Regions from separate parts of the Arachis hypogaea genome. Here region 2 is linked to region 1. The links are chromatin contacts, called in public Hi-C maps. All regions are on one chromosome and are shown on one strand. Each heading gives the region's core, a stretch centred on a gene start, on an enhancer-like site or on the middle of the called end of the contact. The rest is flanking DNA. Distances are from core to core; before and after follow the strand shown. Region 1 holds the start of LOC112802405 (protein indeterminate-domain 14). Region 2 has its middle 16 kb from the start of LOC112799813.

Region 1 (5,920 bases), core at 2,886-5,385:
CAGCTAAATTTAATATTGGCAGTTATAAATCTGTTATTATTATTGATTAAGAAACTTAAGTTTACCTTGGGCTTGTTAAATATTTTCTCCAAACAACAATTGAAGAACTTTCTCCAATAATGGTACAAAGAATGTAACAATAGTATTAATTAGTTGGTCTATTAGTTAAATTAATAATCCTCTCCAATGAGACAAAGAAGGCAACTCCTTCATTTTTTAACCTTTTTCTCATAACATAAATATGATGATTTGTAATATATGTTGTGGTACAAACAAGACTAGAATAACTTTCTACTTACAACATCGGAATTAAATTAACAAAAATACTATTTGTACATTAAAATCAGTTACTAAATTCAGCTATTATATATTTGTTATAAATATATATATTATTTAATTTATTTTTCAATATGTATTTTATATTCTAATATATATTTTATATTAATAATTAATTTTTGTGACTAATTTTAATGTATACGTAACATAATAATTACTAAATTAATTAGAGTTAACACAATTAGCACTTCATATATATACGGTTTCTATAAAACTAACTAACAAGCTCAAATAATTTTATATACATAAAGTCAAATGTGCAATATCAAATAGAACTAAAAGGGAGTTTGTTACAACATACAACAATATAATTGGCGTGAAATTGAAGCTTAATATATATCTTCAGTATACCTTGGATTTTCTGAACATGGATGTGTCGGTCTCATTTGCATCAAATTCAACATATGCTAGAGAAAATTTAGATGTATATATGTGATAAAGGCCTAGTTGAAAGACAAGTGTATTTATAATAACTTATAAAAATGAAGAATGTGATCGTACAATTCGTGTGTTAGCATCATCAATGTAAGAAACACCAACATTTTCGGCCAATCTTTATACACGGCACAAAATTGTTTGAAGAAAATTGGACGGAAAAGGGTTTGGTAATTTTAACATTTTGAAGATTATATTATTTTGATTGTAAAAAGAATGACATCAATTTAGTTCTAATATTTCAGTTTTTTTTTTCTTTTTTAGAAATAAGGTACCCACTACAATTCCCTTGCTCAATTCACATGTGCGGGAGTTCCTTGAATAAGTAAAAAGGTAATCATAAAATAATTATATTAAATATATATTAAAATTAGTCACGAATTAATTACTATATATAAAAATATATATTTAATATTTTATAATCCGATCCTTTTATTATACTATTATAAATAATTTTAATTACTATTTTATTATAAACTTGATTATTTTATTATGATATTTTGATTATTTTACTAACTAATTAGTTAAAATATATATATAAAAATATAAAAATATATAATAATTAATCTGATAACTGAATTTTGTATATATGTATTTTGTTATACAATATATCCTGCTCCTGCCATTCTCATCATTATTAGGGATTGAATCCTCAACTAAGATTTTTTTTATTCACTTTATGCCAAAAAAATTTTATTTTGAGATCAGCAAACTTTATATTTTCAGATTATAGAAGTTTTATATTATGTCATGAAGTCACTTTTTTTAGAAATTTAAATTGATACGAGGACATACATAAATGATAATATATCTAAATTAGAAAAATAGAGGAAAAGATGAAAAAAAATAAAAGTTATCGCCTTCATTAATTAAGAAGATAAATAAGTAACATATATCATACATTAATGTACTAATAAGGATATGAATTGTAACACAAGTTACTGAGTTTTTTTATGAACGGATTAAATTGATGTCAATACATAAAATATAACTATTAGGAATAAATTGATGCTCAAAAAATTTTTTGGGGATCAAACTAATGTCAATTTGAAAGTAACAAGAGTAAAAAGGTCATATAAAAAAATAGAATTTATTATTTTTGGCCATCACTTCTAGCTATCACTCCAATTTATTTTAAAAATATTTGGTAACAAAAAAAAATTAGCTAAAAATAATTATAAATTGCCTTATTTATCATTTATTAATTGTTGCGACAATTAATGAATGTTAAATAAAATAAGTTTTTGTTGTTTTTTTTATCTTTCTAGCATTACCGATTTATTTAGTCTAATAATCCAATGACATAATTTCGTTCATAAATTTTGACAATCCTCTAACATTCTTCTATTAAAAAAATAAAATAATAATTATGACTAAAAAGCGCAGCTAAAAGAATGCCATGTTGAATTAAAGAGGTTGTTAAAGAAGTTGTTTAACAGACTTACCCATCGAAAATTAAGTACATGATGATACTATGTGTATTTATTTCAGTTAGTAAATTTAGAAAAAAAATTATTTCCTCATTCTTTAAAACTGAAACGTACTCTTAACTGATCAAATTATGCTAATTTGTACACTTTGGTTATTTAAAAATTGATTTTCGATCACACGAAGTTAGTTACATTTGAGCCCTTTTTATATTTTGGCTTAAATATATCTCTAATCTTTAATTTGTGAATGCTTTGGACATTGTTTTGCTCTCTTTACTTTTTTTTTGTTTAATTCCAAATCTTTTATTTAAGCATAATTGATTTTCGTTCTTATATAATAACGCTATATATTTTTATATAAATCCAAATATTTCTAAAAGTATTTTATTTTAGTCCTTAAAATTTATGATACTTTTAATTTTTAGAAGCTTAGATTATTATTTAGGAAACTTCAATTTTTTATAACTGATCAATGCTTGAATTTTAGAAAATAGAAAAAGTTACAAGCACTCTTCAAACTACATACTTTAGAATTTTATCATAACTATTTAGATTTAAGGCACCCATTATTTTTGTAATGGAACAAAAAATCAAACAAAATAATATCAGAGACAAAAATCAATTATTAGACCTGAAAAAAATAATATAGAAATCAATTTTTTTAAAAAAAATTATAATATTCAAAAGGAATTAAAAAATTAATTTAATTGCCGTAGCAGTACATATGGCATTTATATTTGCCAATCTTAATTAAGAACCTCACCTATAAAGGAATTGTAATTCCAATTTTAACCCACAACTGTTAAGTTGATGCCCTCATTTTACCAAAAAGCAAAGCAACTCCGGGAGAGAAAAATTGTGAACTAAAATTACAACATTGCCCTTGAAGGTGACTTCACATCCTCATAATCACCTTTACAAAAAGCTGCTTCAAGTGAAATTAATAAGACTTCCTGCAGAGTCACAAGTATGGGTACTATGGTCAATAAAGATACATCTGCCCCCAACTTAATTATAACTTGCACAAGAGAGAGAAATATAACTAGGAATTAATGATGAAAAATATGAAGCAGTCTAAATTTTTAGTTTTTCACAACAATGAGTTGGCACTATTGTATGAATTAGTAATCTTAAAGATTGCAAAATTTCTTTTCTTTTTTGCATATCAAAATTTCAGAATAAATATATAATTAATTAGTATATAATTATGTATCCTATGTCATCAATATACGTAGGTGAACATGTATTTCAATTTTTACCTATACTGGTATTAATACTCAATTCCTTACATGGGATAATACCTATGCACATACATATCAAGTAAAAAGCACATTTCGTTATTGTTTGAATGGATAAATCCACAACCACCATTTAATCTAAACAAACCCCCAAAAGTGAAATAATTTAGCCTAATTTTCTTACCAACATGTCACATAGGAGGGATGGTATTTGATCGTATGTAGCGTGTGATGTTGGAGAGAGAAATAAAAATAATGGCATAGATAAATTAAATAGATGAAAATTATTATTATTATTATGATTATGGAATATCACATATCGGTATTTAATTTTTATAGTGTTGAGAAACTGTCATATATTTTATTAATTTAAAAATAAATTTTAAAATTTAAAATTTTTAAGAGATAAATGTTAAATCATTGATTAGATTGAAAGTACGGGTATCTAGATATAAAATACCATAAAAATCTCTAAAATGATTCATTTTATATAAAATATGTTATATATCTTTTATAGAGAAACAAATATGATCGGCTTATTATATAAAATAAAACAGAGTATAAATAACGGTTGCGTGTATATATACATACATACAGAGATATATAGAATGTGACAAAAATAGTTAACTTACGTGTGTATTGTAGGGGAAATTGGGGTTGTATTTATGCATGCAAAGCAAAAAAGAAAAAAAAAAGAAAAAGGAAATTACAGTGTAACGAAATAATGAAAGGGTTTTGTTTCTTTGTGAGGGGATTTTTTCTGTAATTAAATGGAAAATTATTTATATATGTGAATGAATGGAGCCCATAGAGGTGCTTGTGGGATCAAGTTTCGAGCATTGTGATTGGGTCACACTCTCTCTGTCCCTCTTTTTGAAAGTGCTTATTAAGGGAGAGAGAGAGGAGAGAAGTGAAGGGGGGCTATTACAGACAATCCCTGCTGAAGATGAGGGTTGGAAGCAACAACAAGAGAGAGAGACTTTGATAGATAGAGAATTAGAGAGAGAGAGAGAGAGAGAGAAAACCAAAGAAAAACAAAGCTGCTATTGCTTATGTGTGTGTGTGTGTGAGATAGATAGAGAGAGAGAGAGAGGAAGTAAAAAAAAAGGAAATAAATAAAGCTGAAAGCTCAAAAGCAAGCTAAAAAGAAAGAAAGCTGAGAAAACCGAAAGGGTAGAAAGAAAAGGAGAATTAGCTTTTGTTTTTTCATTATTTTCTTTCTTTCTCCCTCTTCTTCTATCTTCTTTTTCTTCTGCTTCTTCTCTCTATCATCATCATCGTCATCATCAATTGCCATAGAGTGAAGAACAACAATTACAGTCACCATGTTAGCGAATAACTCTTCAGTAGCTCCAAGTGAACCATTTTCTTGTGCTGATAATAGTAATGGCACTCCAAGCAATAAAAGGAAGAGAAGACCCGCAGGAACACCAGGTAGGTCAAGAAAATATTCGAGCAAGTTATTATTGATTTGATGGTTAATTAATAAGTGATTGGAATTGAAATATGTAGATCCAGATGCAGAGGTGGTGTCGCTGTCGCCAAAGACGTTATTGGAATCGGATCGATATGTGTGTGAGATCTGCAACCAAGGCTTCCAAAGGGACCAGAACCTGCAGATGCATCGGAGGAGGCACAAGGTGCCGTGGAAGCTTCTAAAGAGGGAGACGCCGGTGGTCAGGAAGAGGGTCTTCGTGTGTCCGGAGCCTACTTGCCTGCACCACGACCCTTGTCACGCACTCGGAGACCTTGTTGGGATCAAGAAGCACTTCCGCCGCAAGCACAGCAACCACAAACAGTGGGTCTGCGAGCGCTGCTCCAAGGGCTACGCGGTGCAGTCCGATTACAAGGCTCACCTCAAGACCTGCGGCACTCGCGGCCACTCTTGTGATTGCGGCCGCGTCTTCTCCAGGTATTCATAATCTCACAAAACCTGCTGGCTCCCTAGCCGTTATCGGATAATAATTTCAATTATTCTTTTCATTTACCAAAAAACAGTATCTTTATAAAACTGGATGGATCTATTATATGATTTCAGAATTTGAGTTTCATCACCTTTTTTTTTTTCTCTTTTTCTCTCTATTTCATGTGCTACTCTTCTTCTTCTTCTTCTTTTTCTACTTGTTAACATTTTTAAATGAAATGATGATGAGCAATTGAGCTGATGACCTTGCCCAGCTCTATTGTTTCTACATAGGTTTTGACCTGGGAAGAAAAAGTTAAATTAAATGTATTTTTTTCTTTTCCTTTCTGGATAACTAAAAAATAAGATAATTAATAAGAAAAATAATTTGACTGATGGAACCTTAATATAAAAGTGTTTTTTTTTCCTTCCAAATATTACTTTTTATTTTTGTCTAGAGCAATACTTAGAACTGTTCATTGACAGTTGGAGAACACGGTTCCCAAAACACAGTTTTTCCGTTGGTTTCGCTTAACTGTTTTTAATTTTTAATGTGATGAAAATAATAATAATAATGT
Region 2 (6,148 bases), core at 3,502-6,001, 74 kb before region 1:
TCTTCTAAATACCGTTAAAAAAAAAATTTCTTGGAAGCAATGACAGATTTAAAAACTTTAAGCGGTGAGAGGATAAAGATAATATATAAGAATAACAAAAGATCAAGAGTCACAATATTTATTATTATTATTATTATTTGTCTTTTATTGTTCATTTAATTTTTTGTAACCTAAACTAAATAATAAGATAATTTTTATATATTATATCTAGTTAAATTTAAGACAACAAAATTTATTGATGCAAAATTCAATATGGCGATTTTTGTTTATTGGTATAAGGACATTTATAATATTTCAAAGGAAACAAAAATATATACTTTTTGTTGTAATTTTTGTATTATTTTATTAAAAAAATGACTTAGGCCAAGTACCCTAGATTCTGTATCCCTATATTAAAAAAATATTGATATAATAATAGCAAGTGTTAGAGTGGTAGTAGAAGAACGTGAGGTTGGTCCATAACCGCGGGTTTGCCATGTCATGATTCATGCAAAGAGGCATTGATAGAGTCTCTCTTAGAAGCACTCATAGGTTAGCATAAGCCCATACTTTTAGGGTGTTTGTCTTTCATGTGAGATGATCCAAGCCACCATCATCATAGTTTGAAGGTGATGGAGAGCCACATGGAGACTAAAAGGTCCTCTTCCCACAAAAGATTACACATTACAACCAAAAAGATAAAGAGAAAAGGAACCAAAACAACAAATTTATTTATTCAAATATTAAACAAACAAAAAGAGAATAATATATTTAAAAAAAAAAGAAGAGAAAAAGGCACTTAAAAAGAAATAAAAAAATAAAATAAATAAAAAGGTAAAACAACCCACGCTCCCTTGTCCTACTAGATAATGCTACTATGCTCTTCAATTCAATTAATTAATTAAGATTTTATTTGTTTATTTATTTTAGTTTTTTCCTCGTTGGGAAGAATAAAAGAATCAAACTTTGCCCTGTCCCTGAGTTGGGTGTATCGGTATGTGTTATAGAGACAATCAGATAGTGAAAGGGAAAGAAAAAAAAAATTAAAAAAAAAAAGAAAAAGAAAGAAGAAGATAATATATGGAGAGTGGTGATGAGATTAGTGTAAGGGCATAAAGGAACCAAGTAGACCAAAATCCAACCATAGTAGGAAAAATCCAAGTAAGTGCTAACTTTTCTTAACACCAAGTGACAAATTAATATTTCCAAGGAATTCGCTAGAATTAATTCTATTGAGTTGTGTATGATGTATGTGTCTCTTTCTATTTGACATATATATTTCCATTAATGGGAGATCAAATAATCATTCATTTCATTTTATTTTATTAACACATACAATTATTATTAATATTTTAAATTGATATTAATTAGTAGTTTTGAATAAAAAATTAAAAAATGATGTGTACATAAAATCTTAAATAATTTTGATTTAAAAAAGAAAATCATTCGATCCTAAGTTTATCTTGTAGGAGTTTAGAGATCTGTTATGTGTAGTTATTTTCATATCATCTTTCTTAAAACACCACTGGCCCTCACTAATGTTGGGTGGCACAAAGGTGCATCATTTGTATAACTTGTTATAGGATTCTTGTGGATAAAAAGGGGTTTGAATCATGTGCTTATCACAGCTACTTAATTCGTTATACACAACTTATTGTTATTCCTAATAAAAGGAGAGACAAGAATATTACTGAAATTCCATTTCAATTTCTTAACGAATATTTCGCATTCTTCTATTATTGTTCTTAGTGTGCCTTTTTTTTTTTGGCTATGTTGAGGGATAAGAATACTTGGTTAAGACATATAACACACACATACACATATATATGTTTGATCATCGAATCTAACCGGTTAATTCAATTTGATTAATCGTTTGTTTCACCATGTCAGTTTAAAACAAAAAATAATTAAAAAAAACTAGTGAATCGATCCATCTTTCAGAATATTATATTAATATTAATATATATTTTTTTATTATGTAGAGTTCAATTTCAGTTAAATTCTAACTGAATTTTTTAATTTTTTAATTTCTGATTTTATGAGTTCAATAACTAATAATAATACCATATTTATCCTTTTCATCATCGAAAATAGGTATGTTCGCAGTATCAGTATGGACTGGATAAATTTTCAACTAAAAATCAATCCAATCTAAAATATATAATTTATTACCGTTTGGATTGAATCGGCTTAATTTTATTTTTAAATTTAATCAAATATAATCTGATTTAATCAATTACATATACTCATTTACTGTTTTAACCATCAATAATTATAATCAATCAATTTTCATAAAAAATAATTTAATATTTTTTATGGTCAATGATTATAAAAAATTAAAAACATTTTTTACAATTATTTAAGTGTTTAAAAATCCTTTATTTATTTACAATATTTTTTATCTTATTTTTTACGATCAACAATACTAATTTTGGTTACAGTGACATATGCTACAAATTATTCAACATTATTTGCAAGAACTGTTAGTATATGTAAAATAATTTATTAATATATTTTCTCTATGTAATTGATGGAGTTTGAGATCGAATAGATGCAAAAGACAAAAATTCCACTTCATTAATTGCACTAAAAATTAAAGGTATTATTAAATACAATATTGATAACCTTTTTTTTTTCATTTTCATGATTAAATCAGATAATGGGCATAACAAAATATTATTGAATCTAATTTATTTTTGTTTAATTATTTATGAAGCTATTTTTTCTAAGAGTAGAAAAGATATATAATTGATTATATCTCTAATATATTTACTCATGTAATTTTTTTTGTGAATTTGTGTGAATTTTTGTATAATTTTTTTCGTTTATTGGCTTTATAGTAAATTCTTTATTTTTGTATTTAATAATGATTAAATCCTAAATCTTTAAATTATTAAAATTCTAATACCATATTATGAAATTATTTTTTAAAAAGATTTAAATTGATAAGAATAGAAACATAAATAATTATATATTTTTAGCAGATTATATCTAATAATTTTTATTGTATATTACTAATCAATTTCTTTATTTTTTATGATTTTTTTAAAAATTTAACAATAATATTAGGAAGATAAAAAATAGTCAAAACTTATCTTATTTAATATTTATTAATTATTTAATATCTATTAATTATTATTATAATAATTAATAAATATTAAATAAAACAAATTCTGACTATTTTTGATTAATTTTTTATTATCAAACATTTTTAAAAACTTAATTTATTCATTTAAGAAACAATAGTCATGGACAGGTTTCCTAAAAAGAGAATTATCGTTATCTTATTCAATTACTACTTGGAATCTCTTGTTCAATTTCAACCCCTTTAGCTACTGTGCATGAATTAGTAGTTAGTAGCATGAGAGTGCGGAATTGATTGATTAAAGCAACTACTATAGCTTCAATCAAAACTTGTGTTCATAACATCTATAATTATTAATATTATAATAATAGTAATAAATAAATGATTAAAAAAGAGGCATAATTAATCAGAAGCAAGAATTTTGATCATTAGGACATAGACAAGAACTACATGGCCATATGTAACCAACATCTCACACCTTGTCATATGGGGTTTGAGATTTGAGATACGATGATGAACAAGGATCTGTTTGTCTTGTGCAAGATTATTGATTGCAACATCCCAAGATCATTGTATGGAATTCAGAGAAATTTAATAAGTCTCTCATATTTGTCCATGCATTTAAAACAAAGAAAATGAAACAAAATACTACTACATATAAGTTTCTAGCTAGCTGGTGACTATTAATATTATTTTATTTTTTTTGCTAATATTATTGTCATCAACCTGGCAACATGAGAAGACAAGTGGATTCAAATCAAGACATCATTCCAGGAAGAAACAATGATATAATACACACAACATAGTTATAATAATTAATGAAAGAAAACACTATTATAGGCCCCTCACCCTACCCCCTCATTGAGACAAAGACAACTTAAGAATATTTTATATTTATATTTCTACATTAAAATTGAAAAGATCCCACCCTCACTCTAATTGATTGTGAACCCCACACCACACCAATATTTCTAACACTCTATTATTCATTTTGTGGCTATTACTACTCATCTTTCACCTTATTATAGCTAATGATATTGACAAGTCAAAACTTGATAGATCACCTAAAGAAATAAAAACATATACATATAATCAAAAGGTAAAATCTAAACAATTATGTTCATGATCATGCATATGTCTGCCTTCTAATTTATCTAAATTGAAATAATTTACAATAATTATATGATTACCTAGATTTGTGAATTGCCTCGTAATTTGTGTGTGAGTCAAAGTGCTTTACCCTACATGCAGTATATAAATTAGGCCCACTTTCTTCAACTTTTCTGTTTCCTACTTTCGGTTTTTAACCATGGAATAAATTTGTCTCAATTATAACTTTTACCCACACGTGAAAATTATTTAACATGCCAATATGTCACAGAATTTCTATGAAAACTTTTTATGCCCTTGTAGTTGTGCACTTATATGCTTTACTAAAAATATAAAAATTGACATATATTAAGGGTAAGCAAGAAAACCGAATCTTTTAAATGTTGATATTGCTTATCCTATGTTCCTATATATGTTTCCTATACATGAATGTGCACAATGTGGCAGTGAGAATTTGAATTTGTCTTGGTTCGGAAATTTAAATATTTTTTTGGGCCCAGTCAGTGATCTTGCTTATTTAATGGAACTTAATTATTTAATTTATAATGGAATGTGCTTTAATTCTCTTATATATAATCTCGTGTCAATTTTCATAATAGTATTATTATCCACTACTTGAGTATTTAGTGCGCAGTTAAAGCATATACATAGATTATATATTTATATAATGTGATTCATTCTCTGAGATATTATTCTATATATGATTAGACCAAATTGTCTTTCTCATACAAAAGTAGTAGTCTAGCTAGATACCTAATGGCCTAGTTTGCTGCTAATTACTTCAAAACAAATTCTTAATTATTGAATATTCAATGTGTCTTTTCCCAATTATTTCAGTGACCATACATCTCCCACTAATGGTGTTGTGGACAAATAATCATGTATTGTCTACACTATTTGATCAAATTATTTTATTTATTTGTTTTATGCTGATGACATTCAGTTTGATACCACTAAATCAACCATCAAGTCATATATATGTGTGTATATTCCATCCAAATAAAGCATATTCATTGTCAAAATTAATTAAAAAACGTGGTAATAATAATAATTATCGATCCTGATTAATTGCGATTAGCTAAATCCATAAGAATATAATTAAAGAGATTCCATATTTATATATATTTTTTGCAGAACTCAAATAAAACAAATGCATTATTATTTACCAATATATATCCTACCTAATATTGCCCTTAAGGCAAATAAAGAAATGTTATATAATATTAGAATAGGAATAGTGAGACATAATCAAAGGCTTCAATTTTTATCAAAGTTGTGAATCGACCCGTCATCAAATCAATAGAGATAGAGGCTCAACAATTTAAAAGCTTAATTAAATTTTAATTAGAATTAAACTGGATAATATATATATATATATATATATGTATAAAATTTATAATTTTTAAAAAAATTAGTATACTATTTTAAACTGATTAATCACTTAAAAATGAAACTAGTTCAATCAATTTACTAATATTTTTTTATTTGACTACTTTACTAACAACCAATTTTTTTATTTCTAAATCGGATCAATTTAATAACTAATTTTCGGTTAATTAAACCAAATCATCCGATTCAATCCAATTTTTATAGGCATTTATTTGTCCTTTTAAGTAAATTTGTTTGGAGGGTAAAAGTAGAGTAAAAATTTTTATGAATGAGCTTTATGTGTAAATTTATTACACATTAAATATATCATCTTATCCATAATAAATTTTAGCTTATTTTTATTCTTCAACCAAACATGAAATTATTAGACAAATTTATGGGTATTTTTTTTTTCGGACTTAAATAATATGTTGAGATATCAGAATAAGAGATAAAGTTAAGACTGAAAATTAGTAGAATACGATAAAATTTAAGTTTTACTCTAGTTAATTCTATTTGTAAATTTATTTTTTTTTAATTCAATCATATATTACTCACTGGTTGAGGATTCCATAACCCTAACTCAATCTATCCATATCCTAAAAC

The links. Hi-C and Micro-C count contacts between places; a contact is called where the count stands out from the background.
Region 2: a Hi-C map of an unstated tissue shows a contact between it and region 1, with 5 times the contacts expected there. The contact joins the enhancer-like site here to the promoter of LOC112802405 in region 1. A contact is called at or near these places in 4 of 8 Hi-C or Micro-C datasets (leaf and an unstated tissue).

The regions. Positions count from the first base shown.
Region 1 is chr5:103,843,493-103,849,412 of arahy.Tifrunner.gnm2.J5K5, reverse strand. LOC112802405 (protein indeterminate-domain 14) reads left to right here and starts at 4,135. Exons shown (of 3, transcript XM_025845617.3): 1 at 4,135-4,873; 2 at 4,952-5,351. The coding sequence starts at 4,765.
Region 2 is chr5:103,917,859-103,924,006 of arahy.Tifrunner.gnm2.J5K5, reverse strand. No RefSeq gene overlaps it. Among protein-coding and RNA genes, the nearest start is that of LOC112799813, 16 kb to the left of the region's middle. Within about 2 kb of position 4,751, at least 1 of the 3 cell types and tissues checked has open chromatin away from gene starts, as enhancers often do.